Linked DNA regions of Sus scrofa: all the other regions are linked to region 1. The links are chromatin contacts, called in public HiChIP or PLAC-seq maps. All regions are on one chromosome and are shown on one strand. The core of a region is the stretch at or near the end of the contact, and the rest is flanking DNA. Distances in the headings are between cores, read along the strand shown. Region 1 overlaps WWOX (WW domain-containing oxidoreductase). Region 2 overlaps WWOX (WW domain-containing oxidoreductase). Region 3 overlaps WWOX (WW domain-containing oxidoreductase).

Region 1 (4,494 bases), core at 1,094-3,593:
TGCAGAAATGAGGGCATTCAAAATCCGTTCTCGGGTGGCCCTCAGAAACAGCTAGCCGGAGGGTCGCTCGCTCCCCGTTTTCCATAATTGCGTGGCTCTGCCTTTTTGCAGTTAATCTGTTTAATAAACTCCCCTGCAGAATCTAAACGCTGAAATTTAGTTTCTTTTTGTCTTTACGGTGTTTATCATTGTTAACGTGGCATCAGAGTAGTTCAACTTTCGCATCATGATAAATTCATAACCCAAGAGAAGGCAGAAAACGTAATTATTATCAATTGCCTCTCTCCCAGAATTGCCATTGGCTGAGTGGAGCAATACAGGAACTTAAGGAGTAGCTGATTCAGAGAAACAGAGGGTTGGAACCAGGCCTCTCTTGACTGCGTTCCCATTGTTCAGGGCCCCTCCTCTTGGATTCCTCTTCCAGTTGGCCTGTGTGGTAAATTATGCAAGGCATGTCAATATTTTAAGAAGACAGACCTTTCATTTTTTTTAACCCCCTATGCACAGTGGAATCTCGTGAGCTCCCCAGTCCTTCACTGTCTTAATTGAGTGCCTGCTGGGGGTTAGGACGTATCTGTGACTAACGGAAAGTCCTTGCTGTATTCTGTGAGAAGCTGCAACATTTAAATAGGTAGTATGTAATACATCAGAGTTGGAAAGTACAAAGAAGTGTCTTTTTTTTTTTTTTTTTTTTTTAAGAATGCAGTATTTCACCCATAGACTCAGAATCACTTTCCTGAGAATCCCAAGAGTAGCAAGAGTTAAGAATTTCAGTTCTTCAACAGGGAGAAATAGCGTTAGGGTGATTGAAGTCAAAACCAGACCTGGCTCTCTATTCATTACCTCCCAGCAGTAAGGCCGGACCTCTCAAGAGAGTGTCTCTGTGGGTCTTGTTTATCCGAAATGAATAAATGCACATGATATTGGACAGTCACCTCTACTTCCCACCTCTTGCTTGGTTGTGACTGGAACACATTCGTGTTGGCGTCTCCCATCAGGGATTCAGAAGTCGAGACGTCAAGGGTTTTCCGACGTGAATCTTAGGTGATAAGAGGGAGGAGCTCAGTGTTGGGAAGAAATCCTTGTTCCTGCAGATTTGGGGCAGCGATAAGAAAAGCTCCCTTTGGGAAACTGGGAGACTATCTCCAGGGTTTCTCGCTCTCTGTGTGTGTGGGGGGGGGAATAAATATTCACGCGCACACACATGAGAGGAATAAAATTATTTGTTTTGAATTTGAATTTACTTTCGCTTTTGGAAGACCGCATAAGATCTATAAAAATCCTTTGAAAAACGGGAAGTGCTTCTCAAGTATTATTTTCACGTTCTGTCATTGATTTGGAAATTCAGAAGGAATGAATATCTGTATTTGTTTATTTCTAAAGCCCTTGGCTTCCTTTGGGGCCACTACCTGTTAGAGGCGTGTGGAAGGGAAGGCCAGGAAGAGATACTTACCATTTTGGCAGGGAGTGGTCCCTTCAGCTGGAAGCAGTCCAGGTTCTAAGTCAGACACTGGCGTGGTGTTTTCCTGTGTTTTCACATACCTGAAATGCTGTCCAAACCTCGTCAGTGACCAGCGTGCTTAACTGCCATTTCATCGTTGTACACGTTGGTCTACCTCTTTTCGAGGGCTGCCTTCCCCATGGTAACATGAAGGTTACCCCATGAAGGATATTTTTAAGGTGCTGTGGTGGCCTGGCAGCCTCATGTTGGAATTCTCCCTCCACGAATGGACTCCGTTCTATGAATAGGTACCATTTCAGCTTAACTAAGACTTTAAAACGTTCTCCCTTGATGATTCACTTTTCACACCAAGATGCCCCTTAATCCGCCAGAACCTGTCAGTGTTCTCTTCTCCTTGGGCCTCTGCGCTGATTCCCTCCCCAGCAAACAGGCGCCCCCAGTGCTTGGCCCAGGAGTTACTACCTGATGGGCCCCCGTTCCTCGTCTCTCTCTGCAGGTACTGTGCGCCCTGACATTCTAAGCTGCCTGCAGGAAGAAGGGGCGCGGGCCCAGCATCCTGATTATGTTAGGAGAACATAAGACCCATTTAAAAAAATTCCTGGATTATGAATGAATCGAGCATGCACACAGCGGTTCCATTTTTAAAAAGCTTTGTGAATGCTAACTCATACGCAGCCTTTAGAAATTTGAAGTCTAACATTCAGAATGCTCTAATCCCTAAATTCTCTGGTTCAGGTTATGCTATTTTTATGAGTATTAATTTCCATACAGGCCTTTAAAAATCAATTGCTCCCTGTAATTACAACACTGCGTTCTAGTGTTTGTGATATATCACACGGGGATACTTGAGGGTCATCAGGAGTTCACGGGTGTGGTGCTGGGGCCAAGGCCTCGCCCCAGGGCGCTGGCTCCAGCGGCCTTGTTTTTGTATGTCTCGGCAGGGTTTACAAGTTACTCAATAGCCGAGATTGCTGTTCCATCGTGCCTGTTTCGTTTTCAAAGCGTTGAAAAAGAGTATTCTCTAAAACTCCAGTATTTTGGGAAGTCTTGGACTTGATAAGGCATTTTCGAAATTGAAGAACTAGGAAACCATAGAAACAAAATGCTTATAATTCTCCCAAGTCAAAAGCTAACTCTGATTTTATTATGCATTGACCACAAGTCACTGTATGTTGGATTGATCGGGGGAAAAAGAACCACAGGTCTCTATTGTAAAAGTAGAAGTAAAATGACCCACAGGTCTCCTAACGTAAGGGATTTCAAAATTAAATCCAACTTAAAAAAACCAACCCCGACTGAGTTGATACAGCAGGATCTTGGATACAGGTTGGTTTGTTTATTTTTATTTTTTTACCCCAGTGATTAGGATAACAACACCACTTCTAATTTCCTGCTGGGTGACCTGGAAAACGGTTGACTTGACAGTGGGTCCTTTTGTCAAGAGAAGATGGGAAGGAAAAGAAACCCCTACCCCATACCCGTCGGCTTTAAAATAAGAAAATACACACACACACACACACACACACACACACACGTTACGAAGTTGGTAAAGGTGATGGAAGAAAATGTTGTGCCTCATTCATAATTAATTTTAAATTATTATGAAATATTTATTGTTGTTATTGGTGAGGAAAGGGCTGTGCCAAGTCTCCTGTCTTCAGATAGCTCCGGACTTTAAAGTGGAGCGTGGCCGTGCTTGTCATTCTCGGTTTGTGGCCTTTCATGGTTGTGTGTGTGTGTGTGTTTCTGGAAGGGGATGCGCCTCACTGTCGTTAGCTCTTCTTGTTTAAAGTCTAGTTGATTTTCAAGGTTGTGACCATCTCTTTGCTGCAACAGAGCGATTCAGTTATACGTGTACACACAGCAGCCCTTCTTGTTCCGATTCTTTGCCCACGTGGGTTATCACAGACTGTTGAGGAGATGGCCTGGGCTCTACAGCAGGTCCCTGCTGCCCATCCATTTCCTGTACCATGTGCCAGTCCCCAACCCCAGTCCAGCCCTCTCCCCGACCTTTCTGATTTGGTAACCATAGCTTGTTTTCAAAGTCTGTGAGTCTCTGTGTTTTGTAAATAAGTTCATTTGTATCCCTTTTTTTAGATTTTACATGCAAGTGATATCACATGGTATTTGTCTAACTTCAGTTAGTATGATAATCTCTAGGTCCGTCCATGTTCTTTCAAAGGGCATTTTTTTCATTCTTTTTTTATGGCTGAGTAATATTCCCTCATTTATATATGTGTATGTATAAATACACTTCTTTATCCATTTCTTTGTCCGTGGACATTTAGGTGGCTTCCATTTTTTTGGCTGTTGTAAGTAGTGCTGCAGTGAACACTGGGGTGCATGTATCTTTTTTAAAAAAAAGTTTATTGAAGTATAGTTGAAGTTTATTGACGTATAGTTGATACATGATAAGTAGGTGTACAATACAGTGATTCCCAATGATTAAAAGTTATTCTCCATTTATAGTTAATATAAAAGTTATATTCCCCACGTTGTGTGCTACATCCTTACAGCTTATTTAATAATTTTATACATGACAGGTTGTACCTCTTGTTCTTCTGCCTCTATCGTGCTCCTCCCCTATTCACAACCCCTAGTTTGTGCTCTCGATCTTCGAGTCTGCTTCTTTTTCTTCAATGTACTAGTTTGTTGTGTTTTTTTAGATTCTGTGTATAAGGGATGTCATAGCGTATCTGTCTTGCTCTGTGTGACCTCTTTCCCTTAGCATCGTGCCTTCCAAGTGTGTCCATGGTGCTGCAAATGACAGCATTGCTTTTTTTTTTTTACTATCCGAGGAGTATTCCATTGTATATACATCTTCTTTATCCATTCTTTGTCGGTGGACACTTGGGTTGCTTCCAGGTCCTGTAAAGAGTGCTGCTGTGAACACTGGGGCGCAGGTATCTTCTCAAATTCCTGTTTTGTTCTTTTCACACACACCCCCAGACGTGGAATTGCTGGGTCAGATGGTGGTTCTCTTTTTAGTTTTTTGAGGAACCTCCACACTGTTTGGAAAATAGGTATTTTTG
Region 2 (4,978 bases), core at 2,359-4,858, 130 kb after region 1:
TGGGGCCCAGAGCATTCACAGAGCTCCCTGAAGTCATGCGGCCAGCACCGGGGCCCCCAGGTCCGCCTGACTCTGCTGTCTCCTGTGGACGTCGTCTTCTTCCCACTCTTCTGTTTAAATACCGCACAGTCCCATATGGTTCCTCTGGTTTCGGGCAGTATCACATCTGAGCCATACGTGGCTAATTTACAGTCAGAAAACGGTATGAGAGATCACTCTTGCATAACGACAGCAAGAAACCCTTTGATTCTGCCTTGGCAGACTCCTGAACCACTAAGACAGGTTTGGGGAGCTTAGTAAAGCATAGACCCAGAAGACTTGGTCTCTTGAGAGTGTCCCTGAGTTGAAGGGGAAAGGAAGAAGAGTTTGTGGGTTGCTTCATTATTGTGTCTTTCTGGCTGCGCCTGGGGTGCTGGGAGCAGGTGGGCTTCACAGCCACTTAGAAGTTGCCTGATGCTTCATGTGTGGGATGCCACCTGTGCAGTTCTCGTTTAAAATAATGGGCACTGGCATCTGTATACACAGTTTCAAATAAATTTACATTCCTCTTTTGCCTTAGATGATCAACTTGTGTACTGGTGTGATTAAAGAACAGAGTAAGGAGATTGAGAGAGGCGTTTGATAGCATTTTAAGATTCAAAGTTCTAGGAAGAGGTTCTGTCTGTTCAAGCTAGGCCAGTGGAGAGTTGCCTAGCTGGGTAGATGGAGCGGTAGAGAAGAAGGAAGCCGGGAGGGATATATTTAAAGCTAACAGTTCTTACTAGGGTGATGGGTCTGTAGATGCTTTTCTGTCCACATTCATCTGTCTTTTCTGAATTTTTCTATAACTAATGAAAGTATAAAGCAAGAAGTGACCTGAAATAAGCCTGGAGAGGTAGACAGGGCACAATCAAGAACTGCGTGTTAGTGGGTACTGCTAATTCACTGTGTATAAGTTTGCATTTCTTTTCTTCCTGGGCGTATGGAGGGTTTCACCTTCTTAAAGCTAAGCCCAGCCCCAAGGTTTGCTGTGCCAATGAGATGTGAGCCGACGTGGCATCTGTCACCTCTGTGTAGAAGCCTGTGAGATTCCTGGTGCAACCGGCACATTCTCTTCCCCACACTGATGTTACAGAGGGTGGGAGTGCCGTCTGCCTGGGCCGCTGGCTAGTCGTGATGGCCATGGTCCCGCGGCCCTGGATGGGCACGAAATGTGAGCGAGTAATAATCCTTGGTTCTCTTAAGACACCAAGGCTTGGGGGCTGTTGGTTACCGAAGCTCATCTGGATTGGTACAGAGGCACTGGTGCTAAGGAATTTGGATCATATCTTGTTGCCCGTTCTGAGCTATAAAAAGTGTTAAGCTAGGACTCTTTATGTGTGTGTATTGTGCCCCTCCGGAGCGTAGACTCTAGCCACGCGAGGCCTGAACGTTTCACATCCCGGGTGGCAAATGCTAATTTATTTAACAGCTTAATAAAAGAATGGAACTGTTCTTTAGTGGTGATGGGACCGTTGTTCTGTATCTTAAACGTCGTGATAGTTTTATGACTCTGTGCGTGTGATAAAATGTCACAGAATACTCCATGTGATAACACAGATATTCCGAATCAGAGAAACTGCATGCGTCTCCACACCAGTGACATCCGAAAACTGTCTCTGGTCTAATGAGTAGCTCTGTGACAGTGTCCATCTTCCGGTTTGGATGGTGTGCTGGACTTGAATTAGGTTCACCATCTGGGGGCGGGGGCGGGGGGACCTGGGTGTGTGGGCACTCTCAGTACTGTTTTGGCCACTTATTGTGAGTCTGTCATTAGTTCCAAATAGAAGGTAACAACACACCAAAAATGAGTTAAACCAAGAAAGGGAATTGTCGTCACACTCGGCAGGAAAGCTCACCTTGGCAGATGGGGCCTCCTGCTTTCCTCCAACAAGCGCTAATTTAGCCTCAAACCTGCTTGCTGTTTGCAGCCCATCAGCCGCTGCCTTCCCAGTCACAGTGTGTCCCTTGATACACATTTCTGTATCGTTGTTAGGTTTATTAGACACTCAGAAGAGCAACCCCCCCAACACACACACACACACGCTCACGTAAACACACACAAACCCCCTAATTCTAAACGCTGTGCCTTTCCTTCCCTAGACCCAGCTGCATTGCACACACAGTCTCTCTGCATTTCTCAGGGTCAGTAGCAGAAACAGGAAACCTGATACTGAGGGCAGGAGAATTACTTGAGTAATTGTGTGTGGATTTGAATCACTGTCCCCAGGAGCCGAGTAACCCGCAGCCTGTGGATTAGTCTGTTGAACTCCTTGCTGGCTTGTGACCCCTTGTTCCCCCTGGATGTGTATGTTCTGATTTTGTTCTTATTGGCAGTGGCAGCTCTGTGCTTTATCTTAAATGAAAGGGGGGCGGGGGGGTGTGCGTGTGCAGAAGACAGCTTCCCAGGTGGAACTTGCACATCTGTACCCATGTCCCGTCGTCCCACTTGGCCGTGCCATTGTTTTCATTGGAATTACTGTCATGGGGTCACCACCTGGGAAGGTTCTCCCTGTTTTATGGGAGCAATGTGTAGGTGCCTTATTATAGCAGGGAGCCTGCGTATCCCTTGGCGTTTCCGCAGGGGGCTGGGCCAAGAGGAGCAAAGTCTCTTCCACCCCTTTCCTAGGAGAAGCAGTCTCTGGCTTTGCTTTCGTGGTACGTGCAGAGGGCTGGAAGAAGCACTGCTGGCAGCAAGTGTCACGCTCTGTGCACGGTGAGGCTGGGGCCGGAGAGCATCAGATTGGGTAGCTGAGCGTTTACGAGGCATAGGAATCTCTGGGGAATCCAAGTTAGCCACTGACAGACTTTCTACTCCCCTGAGACCTTGACCACAGATAATTATCGGACCCTTAGATGGAAAGCGGGTGGGGCTTTGCTCCCAACCCAGAGTCCCAGGCTCTCTGCCCAGGCTGCAGCGTCACTCAGGTGCGTCCGCTGCGCCCAGTGCTGGTGTCCTTCCAGTACGGTGAGGGGCGTGGCCTGGCCTTGCTGTGGCCCCTCCCACTCTAAAATTTCCCCATCTTAGGAAAGTCTAACAAAACCCAGGTATGGGCACTTGCCCTCTTTCTTGGATCTGATTAGATGCTTCTCCTCCTCTTCCTAAAATCTGCAGGTGTGTCCATCTCCTGCTGTTGTCTGAGGAATTTAAATCCACTTTGGCCAACTTGCCTTTGCCATGGAGAGGCTGTTGGGCTTTGAGGGGGGGGTGTCATTTACTCGTTCCATACACCCTCCCCCAAAACTGGGCTCTGTTAGTAGGCGGGACCCGGATCCTCCAGGATCCAAGGGGATCAGGTCTGATGGCACACCCTGGCATCCACCTGCTGCCGATGACGGGGTGGCCTCGGGGAAGGAACTTGTCAGAATGGGCGTCTTACCTCCTGGTGGTTAAACTGATGAAATACCTTCGCTCTTCCAGGCAGGATGGAAGGTGCTTTCCACCGAATCTCACACGTCTGTGAGTAGGTGATTCATTTTCACCTTTTACGAATGAGGAAACTGAGGCTGGGGAACATTAGGTGGCCCAAAGTCAGTGTGTTTTCCAGCTGTCTCTGCCTGGTGTTCCCTGTTCCAGGCCTGGGACTTGGGTCAGAGCCCAGGACCTCAGCGGCCGAGCTGAGCTGCCACAGACACACTAAGCCTCTCAGCACAGTGTGTGTCCGCCCCGCGCCAGACCGTTTGGCTGGGTCTTCGGCAGGGCCGCTTGCTCGCCGCCCCCGTCTCACCATCAGAGTATCGTGTTATTCTCCATGGCCTTACTTGAGCATCACAGTCTAGACAAGAATTCCCATGTTAACCATGTGTTTCATGGGGCTCTTCTCACCTGAACAGGCGGGTGGCCTGGCATTCTGGGCCCTGTGTCCTTTGGAGGAGAGAGCTCTGAAAAGGGACAGTTCTTCAGCTCATACCCCAAAGTCCAGCCAGACTTAAAAATTGGGAGGGCCCCGTAACATGGGCATGTCTGAAAGGCAACCTTAATCCTTCCAGAACTGTGCTCCAGGGCCATGCAGGGATGGGGCTGGCTTTGCGTCCTGACCGCTGCCGTCCTTCTGTCCCTGGAGGGACCCTGGGCTTTCGTGTCAGAAGGACCTGAGGTCTTGCCATCCCGCATCTTAGCCCTGCCCTCTCTGATGAGAGGTCGTGTTGTGAAACAGGGAAAACACAACCCTCCTTCCGTTGTCCTGAGCAGGAAATGAGATGTGGCGGTAAATGCCCGCCTGGCGCCGGCTCAGAGTAGACAGTGGTCGTTGTTAGCATCGTTGTAACAACCACATGCATTGCATCTGTCTAGAGGGTTCCTGACCCTGGGGTCTCTACCCCCAGACTTTCCAGGTTTCTAAACCGGCGGGGATGTGGATCAGCTGCGCTCCACTGGTGTAGATGAGTCTTGCCTGCTTCTGTACTTTCTGTACACAGATTGGCGTTCAGGCTTGGTGGAGTCATTTCAGAACCCGGGCAGCAGATTTTGAGATAAAAATCTCGTCTCCTGAGTTCTTGCAGGAGCTGGGCTTTGTGCTGGTACGCCCCAGTCGTTAGCGTGTTTTTAGGGGGCAGATCGAGAGAAGCTGCGTGAGCCCAAGGACCCTTTGGAGCCTGTTCTGTGCCCTAAGTGAAACAGCACAACCCCCAGCCTCCCGTCCTCCCTAAACTTGGCAGGAAAAAGCCCCGTTCTTCCATTCAGTCCAATGATTTATATTCTCTCTGGGCGTCTAATATTAAACAGGGGAATTCCGACTTGTTCCATAACACATTTGCTGTAACTGGATACCATGAACTAAACTTGCTGTTATTTATCATTCCTTTTTATTTTCTCTCATTCCAGCACAAAGCCAAGGTAGAAGCAATGACCCTGGACCTCGCTGTGCTCCGTAGCGTGCAGCATTTTGCTCAAGCGTTCAAGGCCAAGAATGTGTGAGTGTTCCAGTGGAGGGTTATAGATCATAATATCTTGCTATTG
Region 3 (4,926 bases), core at 1,055-3,554, 190 kb after region 1:
GGCAGAGCTGAGCTGCTGACCCTGCCCAGGGCAGCTCACTGCTCCTGGAAGCGCGCCAGGGCTCCTGCGGTTCCACCCCTGGCCCCAGGGCTGAGCTTGGTTTCCTGGCTTTTCTCCTCTGGTTCTAGGGTGGTAGGACTGCCCGGGAGCTGGCCCGCCCCTCGGTCATTCGGGAACCTCGGTGGTCAGGAATCGGATCGGGACGTGTTGTGAGGCTTGGTCCCATCCTGCCCTTGGACGTGTTGTGACCTGAGGCCTGGAAACCTCGCAGACTGGAGGCTGTGGGGGGGCTGCCCTTTCTGCCGGCAGTGGGGCGGTTTGCGCTCTGTCGTTGGCGCGGTGGCTTTCAGTGCCCTCCTTCCAGCCCGTCGCTGTCCTTTCCTCCTGAGATACCAGTGCTTCAGGTGCCCAGATTTCTGCACACCCGCTGGCCGCTAGAGCCAACTCACGCAGGTAGACACGCAGAGGTTGCCTGTTTCTTGTATAGAACACCAGCCCGAATAACTCCGGTTTTGCAGTTGGTCAGAGAAAAAGCTGGTGTGGCGTTTGCAGATTTGTCCAGTGACCGGCGACAACTTCGCTTCTCAAGAACCAAAGAATAGGGACTTTCCACTGTGGCCCAGTGGGTTAAGAACCTGACCTAGTGTCTGTGAAGATGCAGGTTTGATCCCTGGCCTTGCTTAGTGGGTTAAGGATCTGGCCTTTCCATGAGCTGTGGTGTAGGTTGCAGACGCGGCTTGGATCTGGGGTTGCTGTAGCTGTGGTGTAGACCTTGACTGCAGCTCTGATTCGACCCCTAGCCTGGGAACTTCCATATGCAGTGGGTGCAGCCCTTAAAAAACAAAAAGAAAAAAAACTAAGCAAAAACAAAATAAAAACAAAACAAAAACCCCCAAATCAAAAAAACTAAAGGTAGGCTTGACTGCTTTTAAAATACAACGTGTAATATATTCTGAACCAATCCAAGGACCAGAAGACGAGGTGGTGGGATTCTTGAGCAGTTCTGATGACGTTAAGTATTAGGTGGCTGCTTTATTTGGACTGGATTTTGAATGTGCTCCATTGTATTAGGAAGTATCACCGGCATCTCCTTGCAAGTTTGGGAATATTTTCCCTGAGGATGATGCTGCAGGACACTGGGATATGAATGTTGCTCACCTCATTTGCCACAGTCTTGCCACGAGTACAAGGAGGCCAGCAACCCATGTTTCAGCCCTTACCCGTGGGCGTGCAGCCCAGTGTGGGTGATAACCTGCTTACGGCTCTGTTGTCTTCTGTGTGAGTTTGGTCCTATAAGAAACGTGTAGAATTTCATGTCTGATAGATGATACATAATTAAAATAAAACATGGATGCATGTGGCACTCTCCATGAAAGCTGACCGTAGCTTTCCCAAAGGAGTCTTTTAAATCGGAAAGCCCACCTGCCAAATCCTACGTTCCCTGGGCTTTCTGTCTTTGACACAGGCTCCACCAGCATTCTGCGTCACCAAGCACTATTCTCGCATTGTCATTTATCCCAATGAGGTCCTAATTAGTAAGGCTGGGAAGAGGGCAGAAAAGTGGGAGGATGTTTGGACAGGGTCGAGAGTTCTGGGCATGAGAAACCCGTCTTAGCAGGCCAGCTGTGTGTGCAGTTGATCGTGTTTTATGAAAGACGAACTAAAGAGAAGCCAAACAGGGCTGTTTGCAAGGATCCCCGTGTGAGTACACGTCTCAGCCGGTGATGGGCCAGGAGCAGCTGTTATTTCAGCACAAAGCTGTTTTCAAAATCAGAGCCACTCGCACTCCAAAAACCCTTACCGGTTATGCCCGAGTCCCTTCGATGTGCTCTGTGTAAAAACATAGCGCCAGGAGATGGGACGTGCCCTATGAATTATCCCTTATTTATTATCATCCAGCCCTCCCTTTTCCATCATGCTTGAGAACTACGGGCTAGAGCAGTTCTTAATACTCTATTTATTTTAGGGGAGGAAAATGTTTTTCTTGAACCACCGCATTCATGCAGTACCAACTGCTGGCCGTTTCCCCAGCATTTAAGGAAATATTGTTGCAAGGCTTTTATGTTCTGCACTTCAATCAGCCAGAGCCAGCAGTGTCCCAACAGAAGGACCCTCAGCAGACCGTTTTTAGCATTTTGCTACAATTAAACTCCTCTGGTTTTAGCCCTCAGGCAATTTAGTACCTTTTTACATATGCACATTATGAACTTTTGACCAGGGTCTAACAGTCGTATATTAGAGCGCTGTTCTTGAAAGCAGGCTTAACAAGTTCCTCTGAGTATTGCACTTGGAAGCCAGTTGTGGAAAAGGTAATTGAAGCAACTTGCAGCGCGGCCATTCAGAAGCTCAGCGATGATCCGAGCCATCTCTCTCTGTCTCTCTCTCTCTTTCTCGCTGGCTCGCTCGCTCTCCTTTTTATTTTTCCGCCCCCTCCTTGTTTCCTCTGGAAGCTCGTAGCAAGAGCTTTCAAAGTCCGTGATTGATCTTTTATTCAGTAGCTAACGAGGGCTGTGATTCTATTAGTGCGCTACAAGGCAAGGGAACAGTGATTTAATGAAGTGTCTGGTGAGCCGGCCATAGATTTATCCTGTTGTCGCTAATTTGCAGGGCCGTGGCGAGCAGAAAGGAAACTGTGCTCGCACCGCTATTAAGGAGGCATTTCCTTGGTAAATTGTTGTAAGGTCAGGTACAGTTATCTCAGCCCCGGCAGTGCCTTCCCCCTCAGTGTCTGCAGATGACAGCCTCCGTGCTGAGCGCGCGCTGGAGCGGAACCGGGAGATCAGAGGTCCGTCTCCGAGTCGCCCTGAGCGGCGGCAGGAGCCGATGAACTGCCAAGCAGGAGTAATAGAGTCATAATTGGTGATTAGAACTGGAAAGGTGCAATAACATCTTAATACAAACTGGCGTATGTTATAGTTACTGTCAGTTGTTGTAAACTCTCCCCGCCGCCGCCTGGACCAGTTCCCTTCCCCTTGATTAGCTCTGAGGATGGAGGCAGCGGCTGCCAGGACGGCCATGCCAAGAGCATCCAAACCATGACGGTGGCCCTAGGCCTCGCCCCGTCCTGGCTCTTTCTCTTGGGCACCAGCACTTGGCCCCCTTGGAAGCCGCCACGGTAACCTTTCCCCACGGGTCTGGGAGAACTGGCATGTCACAGCTGGCCTCCAGTGTCCCTTCTCCCCAGGAGCAGGGACATTTATGCACCCTAGCTTGGAGGCTCTTTGGACTTGTATTTGCCTTTGCAAAGGGGAGGTATTTGCCTCGTGTCAGATCCCTTTCCCACGGCAGTCCTGTGTTCACCGGAACAGATTTGGTCTTGCTGTGCCAGGAGGAGCACAGGAAAGAAGATAAATACGCAACATGAAAGGAATTTGCATTTGAGGTTGACATTTTGCAGAACGCAGGGGGCTATTTCAGGTGCAGTGCACCTGCTCGAGTGCCCTTGCAGGTATGTGTAGGTGGTGGCCATCCGTGGGAAAGGCTAATTGAAGGAATTCTTTTACGAGTCTTCATGAAATGCCAAGATAGCTGAAAGGACATCCCCTTAAAAATCAAGGTGTCCATTTGCAAATTTCTGTGTGGCTGGAAATTTTTGACACTCCATTGTTATTCTTTAAATTCATAGAAGAAGAAGCTCTCCAGCATTGTCCAGATGTGATGAGTAGTAAGTATTTGTGATAAGTATAGCTGGCTGGTCACTTGTTTGGTGTCAGGTGGGGTCAGACAGGGCCCAATGAGAGGAGATGATGAGACAGTGTGTATGGATGCACTTCACATCTGGCACATAGCAGGTTCTCCACTCTTGTTTGCCTCCGTGGTTGTGGCATCTATTGGGCAAAGTCCTCCTGTCAGGTTTTCAGCCCCGTCTATAAAACTTGGGCAGTTCTCAAGCTTACCTCACCCCAGTGCTGATACGTGTTAGGGTTGTTGTTTGTGGTCAAGTGAAGAGTATAAATGGTGTTTTATTATAATAGGGCTCTGTTTGCAAATGATCATCTGGATGATGAAAAACAGCAAGTCAAACCTCCCAGTTTCTCAGTACAGACCTTTGGGCCTCAGGACAGTCGTGTTCAATTTTGTAACGGTGGCGGGGCTGCCATTTGATTCGGTTTTTGGCCTGGTGATCACAGCCTAGGACACACAGGCAGCGGCATGTTGTAGAGGATGCGAAGTTCGTGGGAGCACGTCCACACCAATGGAGGCCTGGCTAGGGCTCTGGCTGATCTGTCCTGGAGAGATGTGGCCTGGGGAGGGCTCGCGTGCAAGGCTCATTGCTCAGCATGGCGGCTGCACTGGTAAGTGCAACATTAAACACAATTGAGAGGAAGGGAGGGAAGGAAGGAAGAGAGAAGGGTGGCGGGGAAGAGTAAGGGAGAGCGGGCGAGAGGAGTGGTCCAGAGAGAGGAGGCGCCTCCAGCTAGAGGGGGAGGAGGAAAGAGTTCACCGAGAGCAGAGCCCACGGTCCCTGCTGGAATCTGTTGCGTGCTTACTGTGTGCCCACATCTCGTGTAACTTAATGACAATCTCCATTTCCTAGGTGATAAAGCTGTAGGTTAGAAGCCATATCCGAGGCAGAGGCAGCATTTGAACCCTGATCTATCTGCACTTCCTGCCTGTCTGTGGATGCAGACGGGCAGTCCTCTCTCAGGCTGCTCCTGCCCTGTTCTTCCTGGGGCGGCCTCGTTTCTCTAACGGTCTGACAATGGCAGGACCCCCCCACCCCTTACATTTCTGTGCAGGCCTCCATTCAGCTTTTGTGTTGGACACACAGACAACAGATCCTCCATTTGAGGTCATGCTGGTGGACTATAAATAAGGAAAATCAGGAGAAGGAGAAACAGAATAATACAAATGCCCCTTTCTAAAGTGGATGAGTGACCTGGGTTGGAAATCATGCTGATTTTGACCTATAAACTGCTCAGCCTA

The links. HiChIP or PLAC-seq counts read pairs in DNA pulled down with a chosen protein or histone mark.
Region 2: a contact with region 1 is called in an H3K27ac HiChIP or PLAC-seq map of skeletal muscle. The contact joins two enhancer-like sites. A contact is called at or near these places in 2 of 47 Hi-C or Micro-C datasets (embryonic fibroblasts and psoas muscle) and 1 of 2 datasets of contacts at active chromatin or transcription factors (skeletal muscle).
Region 3: an H3K27ac HiChIP or PLAC-seq map of skeletal muscle shows a contact between it and region 1, with 4 times the contacts expected there. The contact joins two enhancer-like sites. A contact is called at or near these places in 2 of 47 Hi-C or Micro-C datasets (brain and liver) and 1 of 2 datasets of contacts at active chromatin or transcription factors (skeletal muscle).

Annotation. Positions count from the first base shown.
Region 1 is chr6:9,743,575-9,748,068 of Sscrofa11.1, reverse strand. All of the region lies in intron 5 of WWOX (WW domain-containing oxidoreductase), which reads left to right. Among named protein-coding and RNA genes, the nearest start is that of WWOX, 130 kb to the left of the region's middle. Within about 2 kb of position 2,343, at least 17 of the 83 cell types and tissues checked have an H3K27ac peak or open chromatin away from gene starts, as enhancers often do. A contact at or near this core is called in skeletal muscle, where this site is marked.
Region 2 is chr6:9,615,186-9,620,163 of Sscrofa11.1, reverse strand. WWOX (WW domain-containing oxidoreductase) reads left to right here. Exons shown (of 9, transcript XM_021097054.1): 6 at 4,844-4,932. Among named protein-coding and RNA genes, the nearest start is that of WWOX, 250 kb to the left of the region's middle. Within about 2 kb of position 3,608, at least 7 of the 83 cell types and tissues checked have an H3K27ac peak or open chromatin away from gene starts, as enhancers often do. A contact at or near this core is called in skeletal muscle, where this site is marked.
Region 3 is chr6:9,556,304-9,561,229 of Sscrofa11.1, reverse strand. The region is part of intron 8 of WWOX (WW domain-containing oxidoreductase); the gene reads left to right. Among named protein-coding and RNA genes, the nearest start is that of WWOX, 310 kb to the left of the region's middle. Within about 2 kb of position 2,304, at least 8 of the 83 cell types and tissues checked have an H3K27ac peak or open chromatin away from gene starts, as enhancers often do. A contact at or near this core is called in skeletal muscle, where this site is marked.